Linked DNA regions of Hermetia illucens: region 1 is linked to region 2. Evidence: chromatin contacts called from public Hi-C data. All regions are on one chromosome and are shown on one strand. Each heading gives the region's core, a stretch centred on a gene start, on an enhancer-like site or on the middle of the called end of the contact. The rest is flanking DNA. Distances are from core to core; before and after follow the strand shown.

Region 1 (3,340 bases), core at 362-2,861, 310 kb before region 2:
ATTTTGACAGATCGCTGCGGGCAGAGATCGCCGGTCATCGCAACAAATCGCGTTGCGTGGCGAAGGCTCTAATGTACAGCTACCAACCGAATAATGCTACATTCGGGTCACCAAATATGCTGCGCATTTACTCTGCAAAATAGTCCGAGCAATTTCCGCGAACATCTCTTATCATTTTTGTATATGGCTGGTGCTCCCCTTACAAAAGGAGATATCGTATTCCTTATCCACATAAAAGCGTTTTTAATCTTCAGTTCAAAATTATCTGGAAACAAAGAACTTGAATCCAGGCCACTGGAACCGATAATTATAAACATCTAAATCCTCGTCACCCCTTATCTTGACAAAAACAAAACAACTTTGTCTCCGAAAACAGCTTTATCGATTAATCGCCAAACACGATAACCTAAAAACAGTGAAATCGAACCATCAAACGCTACATGGGGTTGTTCCCCGATTACGGTATTTTACCGCCATATCGGACGCGTGATATATCAAAACATTGATATACGCACTTAGACCACACCGGGCCCCTGGATGACGGTCGCCCTCTTTAAAGGTCATAAGCAAAGCTGAACTCGGAAGCGGGAACACACTAAACAATTGAATACCATCTCGCTTTGTTGCCCAAATAACATGGGATGAAGCTGTACAAATTTCTAAACCTAAAAATAAACTGCCGTGCTGCCTAAACCGGGCGGGAAATGTGCGATTCCAAGATGGCGCACCTTTGACAATTTACTAGCACATCTCATGGGCCGGTGGCGAGCATGCGCCACCGCATGACGAACCGTGCAGGGAGTGAAAACTCACAATTACGGTATAAGGCCGCGGCAAGAAATATGCCAGGCCATGGATCGATTGAAGCACCTTGTAAAACCGATAGAATTAGATGGAAGTGTGCGTAACGCAATTAGATCACACTAGTCACTAGTACCAACAAGGCCAGCGGCCGCCTGATGGGGGCGAGGCAATGTCCGGGACAAGCACATTTTTACTTCACCCGCCACAGACTTACTTACTACCCAGGAATGCAATACTGAGTGCACTTACCAATCAATTCCTTGGCGGGCTGCTGCGAAGCTGCGGCCGATTTTTCTGCGGCTCCTCCTTGCTGCTGGGCCTGCGGCTGATCGGCAGCTAGTGGCTGCTGCTGAGCCACAGCCGGCTGCTGTTCATTTACCTTCTCAGAGTCAGCCATTGATGTTCTTTGCTGGTAAAATTAATCGTCCTGCTTCTCGGACGCCTGTTGTGGACGTTTTACACTAACGGCGACTATCGAAGTAGTTGCCTTTCGTTTCGCGTTCACGTCACTTTCAACCGCGCGGCAAAACCAAACGGGTAGATACTTCCAAATTTGTCCCGAGGATCTGTTGGTTACGCTGGATTTTGTCCTAATTGGGATGTGCAGGTCTTTCGGGTTTCGGTTTGTTTGGTTTACTTCTGTTTGGTTGACTCGTGTGCAGGGAGGGGGCGACGATGACGACGACTCACACTTTTTTCGAGTGATGAGAAGATGGTAAATCACTCTCCAAACCTTTCCTGACGTTTGATGTTTTAATCGATGATGTTACTCGCTGTCCAGTTCTAGCTCGATTGACGGCAGCGTCCGCGAACATGGTTAGTTCATGTGAGATTAGGGTTAAGTACAATTGTACTAAAAATGTAAGACGGCGAAAGGGTGGAATTGTGACGAACTTCACACGACAATTTTGAAATTTGTGTCAGAAGTAATTTTTATTTCCATAAGAATTTATTATTTACAAGTCGAATTGCTGCCAATATAATTAGAAATAGAAAGACAACTCATTAAATGTAGCCAAGCAAAATAAATTTCGAAAATTTTCGGTAATTTTTGTTTGCCCCGGAAGTTTTATCGTTCTTTCTCCTTTTGAACTTTAAATGGATGTCTTTGGACTAGAAATCTTGATTCAAATTTTTTAATGTAATGTGGCTTGTTAGCAAACCAAAGTACCACCTTAATGGATTAACAAGCTGTTTGTTCATGTGTATTAAATCGAATATTCATCCCTATACGCCACTCAAAATAAGGCTTTGTAGGATTGTTCTTCGTAACGCCTAGTGACAATAGTGGCGGTGGTTCAACACAAAGTCACCAGAGGGCTTCTGGTCGGTAGCGAGAAGAGGAATCGAATACGGAGTAACAGTTGAGATGGAGTCGTTAGGGAGCATGGAACTTTATTTAAGTTTGTATTTGCCAACTAATTTAGTCGAGGTAAAAATTGGGTACAATTTCCTTTTAGGGATTGAGGAGCTCCGGCCAAGTGTTGATCTGAACTGTGGGCGGATTTACGCTGAATATAATTCGTACTCTTGTTGGGTATTACGTACAACACCTACGAGCGGCTTCGGTCACGCTGCTCCCAGGGCAGAAGTGAGGCAGCGTCTGAGGAGTTGCCTCTGCCCTGGTAAGAAATCGTAGCCGTCTTCGTCCTTCTTGTTAATTGTTGCGTACATAATTCTGTGTACTTCTTTGTGGGATATTCTCGTACGAAGGAAGTTAGGTTAGTACACCATTGCCGTACGACAAACCTTGAATGCACATACTAGTGACCCTAGACGCCGCAACATCCCTAACCATGGAAAAGAAGAAGCGCCGATTGAAACAATTAAATGCCTACCATCCGGAGTTGTGGTTCTTAAAAATTGAAGCCAAGTTCCGGCTGCAATGTATTACAAGCGATCAAGTCAAGTTTGACAAACTAGTGAGCGGGTGCGACGTATCACCGTTAAGCCAAGTCGGCGAGTGCCCAGCGGAATGTAAGTACCCGCGGTGAAAACGAAAATCCTCACGGTTTTTCGACGTATAGAAATAGAGTCCATCAAGGGCTTTCTCCATGACTCGACCTTGGTGATCAAAATCCGCTTGAACTCTTGCGCCGTTTGCAAGCCGCAGTAAAAAACATCTGTCCGAGAAGAAGAAGGGCTGCCGAGTCTGGTCAAGGGGTTGCAAAGAGCAACTCATTTTCGACTCGATAGTTGTGGGACAAGCAATTAGAGGCCAAAGAAATGTCTTTAGTTGCTATATTGGTTATCCCAAGGGTTTTCATGGCGTTTTGGCGGCATACATGGAATGGTGGTATGCCACCTTATCTGTTCATTAATCTAAGAGTACCGACACCTCAGAGTCTATCCGTCCTATCAAGTTGTGCCCTGGTACCGATGACAACTTTACAAATCTGTTGCGAATAGTAGACATGTTTATTCGAACGGAATTTGGATTGGACAAGTTTCAAATCCAAGCCATCCGTAAAGGTCATCACGAGCCGTATGACGGACATAGCATTGGTGACTTAAACATCCAAGGTATGACCGAGAC
Region 2 (3,476 bases), core at 963-3,462:
GCCACTATAAGTGCACATACCTCCGGCTTAAATTCAATTTTTAAGAATGGAACCGACGGAACATTAATCTTTAGCACTTGCAAGTCAAATAGTGCCTCCTGCAGTTCTCAAAACGAGCTCGTTTAAATTAATTACATTCCAAAGTAACAGTAACAAACGTAACAAAAAAGTGTGTCCGGATAACTGAGTGGTTAGAGCAGAAGGCTGCGGTACGGAAGGTTGCGGTCCAAATCTCACTGGCAGTGGTATTTGTATCGTGGTTTGATGTTGGGTACCAGTCGACTCAGCTGTGAATGAGTACATGAGTCATATCAAGGTAATAATCTCGGGCGAGCGCAACTATGACCACATTGCCTCCTACGGGGCACTGCTATCCTGTAGTGCACCCTTATGGTCTTGAATAAAGTGCTCTAACACACTTCAAGGCCCTGATCCAATTGGATTGTTGCGCCAATGATTATTATTATTATTAAAAGTAACAACCGGAAACGTAAAGCGCCACCAAATCGCAAATGGTTTAATTTGCCATCAGGATGAATTTTACCGACGTGAAACGAACTTTACCGACGTGAAATCTTGACTGTACTTTAAAACTGCGTGCGGATCGAAGGTTATCTCATACGTATTACGCACGCATTCTAATTATGTTTCCCGCCTTAAGTACGGTAGAAAAAAGGGACGTTACCTTAACTGCACTTCGTTTGGCACTAACCCTGTTCGCGAGCCTCGCGAAGTATTCCGTTTACGGGTTTCATTTAATCGCGATTGTTTTCCGCCAGCTTTCGGTCGCACTTCGCATCATTGCTTCAAAACTTTGACGCAAAATGTCAAATCGGCTGGGAAACAGAGAACTTTTCATTAAATCGCATTACATACGATTATATGAAGTATTTTCTTCAAGTCCACCCAACTAGTGACCTACACTGATGATACTGACATCATGGGAAGAATAAGAGAGAGTCTACCTTCATCCAAATCGAGCAGATGGTGCGTGATCTCGAGCTTCTTATTAATGAAGGCAAGACAAAGTAGATGGTGGAAGTGTCAACGCCAAAGAACAAAGAATGAACAGCATCGAATCCCACTGGTCAAACGAGAACAATAAGAATAGGGGACTGTATCGTTAAGACTGTTGAAAATTTCTTCTATCTAGGGTCGAAAATCAGAACCGAAAACGGCTATGACAATGAAATACACGCTCGATTGTTGGCAACTTCCACAAACAGTTCCACTCAAAACGTCTCACCAAAGGATCTAAGCTCTTACTGTGCAAGACAATGATCTAGCCAGTCTTTATGTATTCTTTGGAAACCTGTGTTTTTGGCAAGAAAAATGGGCGCATTCGAGACAAGAACCCTCCGAAGAATGTTTGGCCCCTTACATGGGACGGATTCCGTAGCCTACATAACGATGAAATCTATAAGCGATAACACCGTTGCCTAGTAGTGAATAAAATCCGGCTCAACAGGTTGCGGTGGGCGGGTCACTTAATCCGTGTGGCTCGTCATTCACCGCGCTCGTCATAATGGACTTTCTGAGGTTCACGAGAATTAAATCGTTACCTTTTGGTATTCATAAAAAAAATGCAAACTTTTACAACGATCTTTTATTCAGTAACTATAATATATGAATATATGGTTCCGCATCCTAGCATCCCTATTCTATATGCTAAAACTGAAGAGTGCAAGTCCCTATTTATATATTCTGCTTTATTAGTCATGCGTAGATCCTGCTTATGATTGAATTCATGTTTACAAGTCGTGACTAAAAGCGCCTATGTGACTAAGTACATGTGTTCTTACTTGAAACATTATCCTATTTGGGATACATTTTATGGATGGTTGTTAACTGACTTATTTTTACAGCCCGTGAATAAAGTGCCTACGTGACTTATTGATATTTGGGAATAGTTTATAGAGGGTGGTTAGTTCGAGCGCCAAACGACACTCAGCTCATGACGACCTAAATGTCCCCGAACCTCGCGAACGTCTAAGGAATTTCCGCTAGTGAATCCGACTCGCAATGCGTCAGGCTGAAAAGTTCGGAAAATTGAACTTTTCCCATACAAGATGGATGACAGTTAGTTAACAGTTCACGTAATTTGCAAGTTACTTTTGAATGTAATTTATTTGAATGAATTCGTTTTTGAACTTCAGAAGGCTTAATTTTAATTGCAAGTAGTGATTATAGATGTCCCTTGCATTAATTTCTTCGATTCCGTACATAAAAACTGAATATAAACCGGCGGTTTCTGTACTCTTAGTAACATTAAATTTAATAAGTTCCACAACATAAAGTATAGGAAAATGCATATGCTAATTGCAAAAACTTGAAGACTAAGTGCAATGCCGTGATTTTACTTGCGAACAATCGACCTGGGTACATATTAATGTCATAAAAAACCTACAATTAAATGCCGATGTTTAAATTCAATTTTTATGATTGAAATCGACAGACCTACGAACCGGTTCCCAAAACAAAATTCATTCAAATCAGCTGCGGTCAAATTATAAACGCCGTAATCTATCATCAGAACGAACCTTGGGACGTGGAGCGAACTTCGCCGACCTGAAATCTTTATTGTATATTAAAGCTGCGTAATGGTCGGAGCTTCCCTCGTTTGCACGAACGCATGCATTTAATGTATTTTGGCTATAAGCATTGTGGTGGCGCGACTAGCGACACAGATCGTCTCTAGAAAAGGACAGCTGTCAGGTGCAGTACCGTCCGGCACGACTGGCAACGGAACAGTCTTCTTGTCGATTCGGTTCCAGCCATGCCACGATTGAGTCGTTGCTGTTTGGTCGGAATTTTATGAGTTTCTCTCTTTCTCGGTCGCAATTATTCCTGTTTGAAACCATTGTTTTCGTGCCGTGGGCTTGTCAGAGGGAGTGTCGCGCACCATTGCATTGCGACTTGTCCAGTTTCTCGTGCGCTTTTCTGTGAACAAGTGACAGCAAAAGGATCCGATCAGCTCTCTCCGTCTACTTACCGGAATTCTCCCGTCCGGCCGCGACGCGGTCCGGACCCGTGCGTTGTTTCAGTGAGCGGGCCCGTGACGACTAGCTCCGGTCGCACCGATCACGAACCAGTTCAGTGTTGTGAGTATTTAAAGTGTCCCGGCCCACCATTCGGTGACAGGCAACCGGGTTAAAACTAACCGTGGTAGAGTGCTACGGAGTGTTGGCTGTGGCCATCAAAGCGGGCGGCAATATCGCTTATAAAATAAAGAGCTGTCGAGGCCGGTTGGACAGCCCTTGCCCTGACGGTCGAATCCCGCCGCTGTCATCGTTCGCTTTCGCGAGCCAAAGTTACCTTGTTTTCGATTGGGTCGGTTCGGAATGCATCTTGTGGGGCTAGCGCCATCTATTGGTCAAACGGGGGTCCGTAATAAAATTTCGGAACACGACCTAGTAGTTGACTCAACAGTAGGGCGAATAGAGCGAGAAATCGAGGTGTATTTTCTTTTGAAGGAT

The links. A called contact is a pair of places that touch in the nucleus more often than the background predicts.
Region 1: a Hi-C map of an unstated tissue shows a contact between it and region 2, with 8 times the contacts expected there. The contact joins the promoter of LOC119660872 here to the promoter of LOC119660708 in region 2. A contact is called at or near these places in 2 of 2 Hi-C or Micro-C datasets (an unstated tissue and whole body).

Annotation. Positions count from the first base shown.
Region 1 is chr7:3,907,895-3,911,234 of iHerIll2.2.curated.20191125, reverse strand. LOC119660872 (Y-box factor homolog) reads right to left here and starts at 1,611. Exons shown (of 4, transcript XM_038069783.1): 1 at 1,054-1,611. The coding sequence starts at 1,201.
Region 2 is chr7:3,602,348-3,605,823 of iHerIll2.2.curated.20191125, reverse strand. It overlaps LOC119660708 (serine-rich adhesin for platelets-like), which reads left to right and starts at 2,212. Exons shown (of 4, transcript XM_038069340.1): 1 at 2,212-3,101.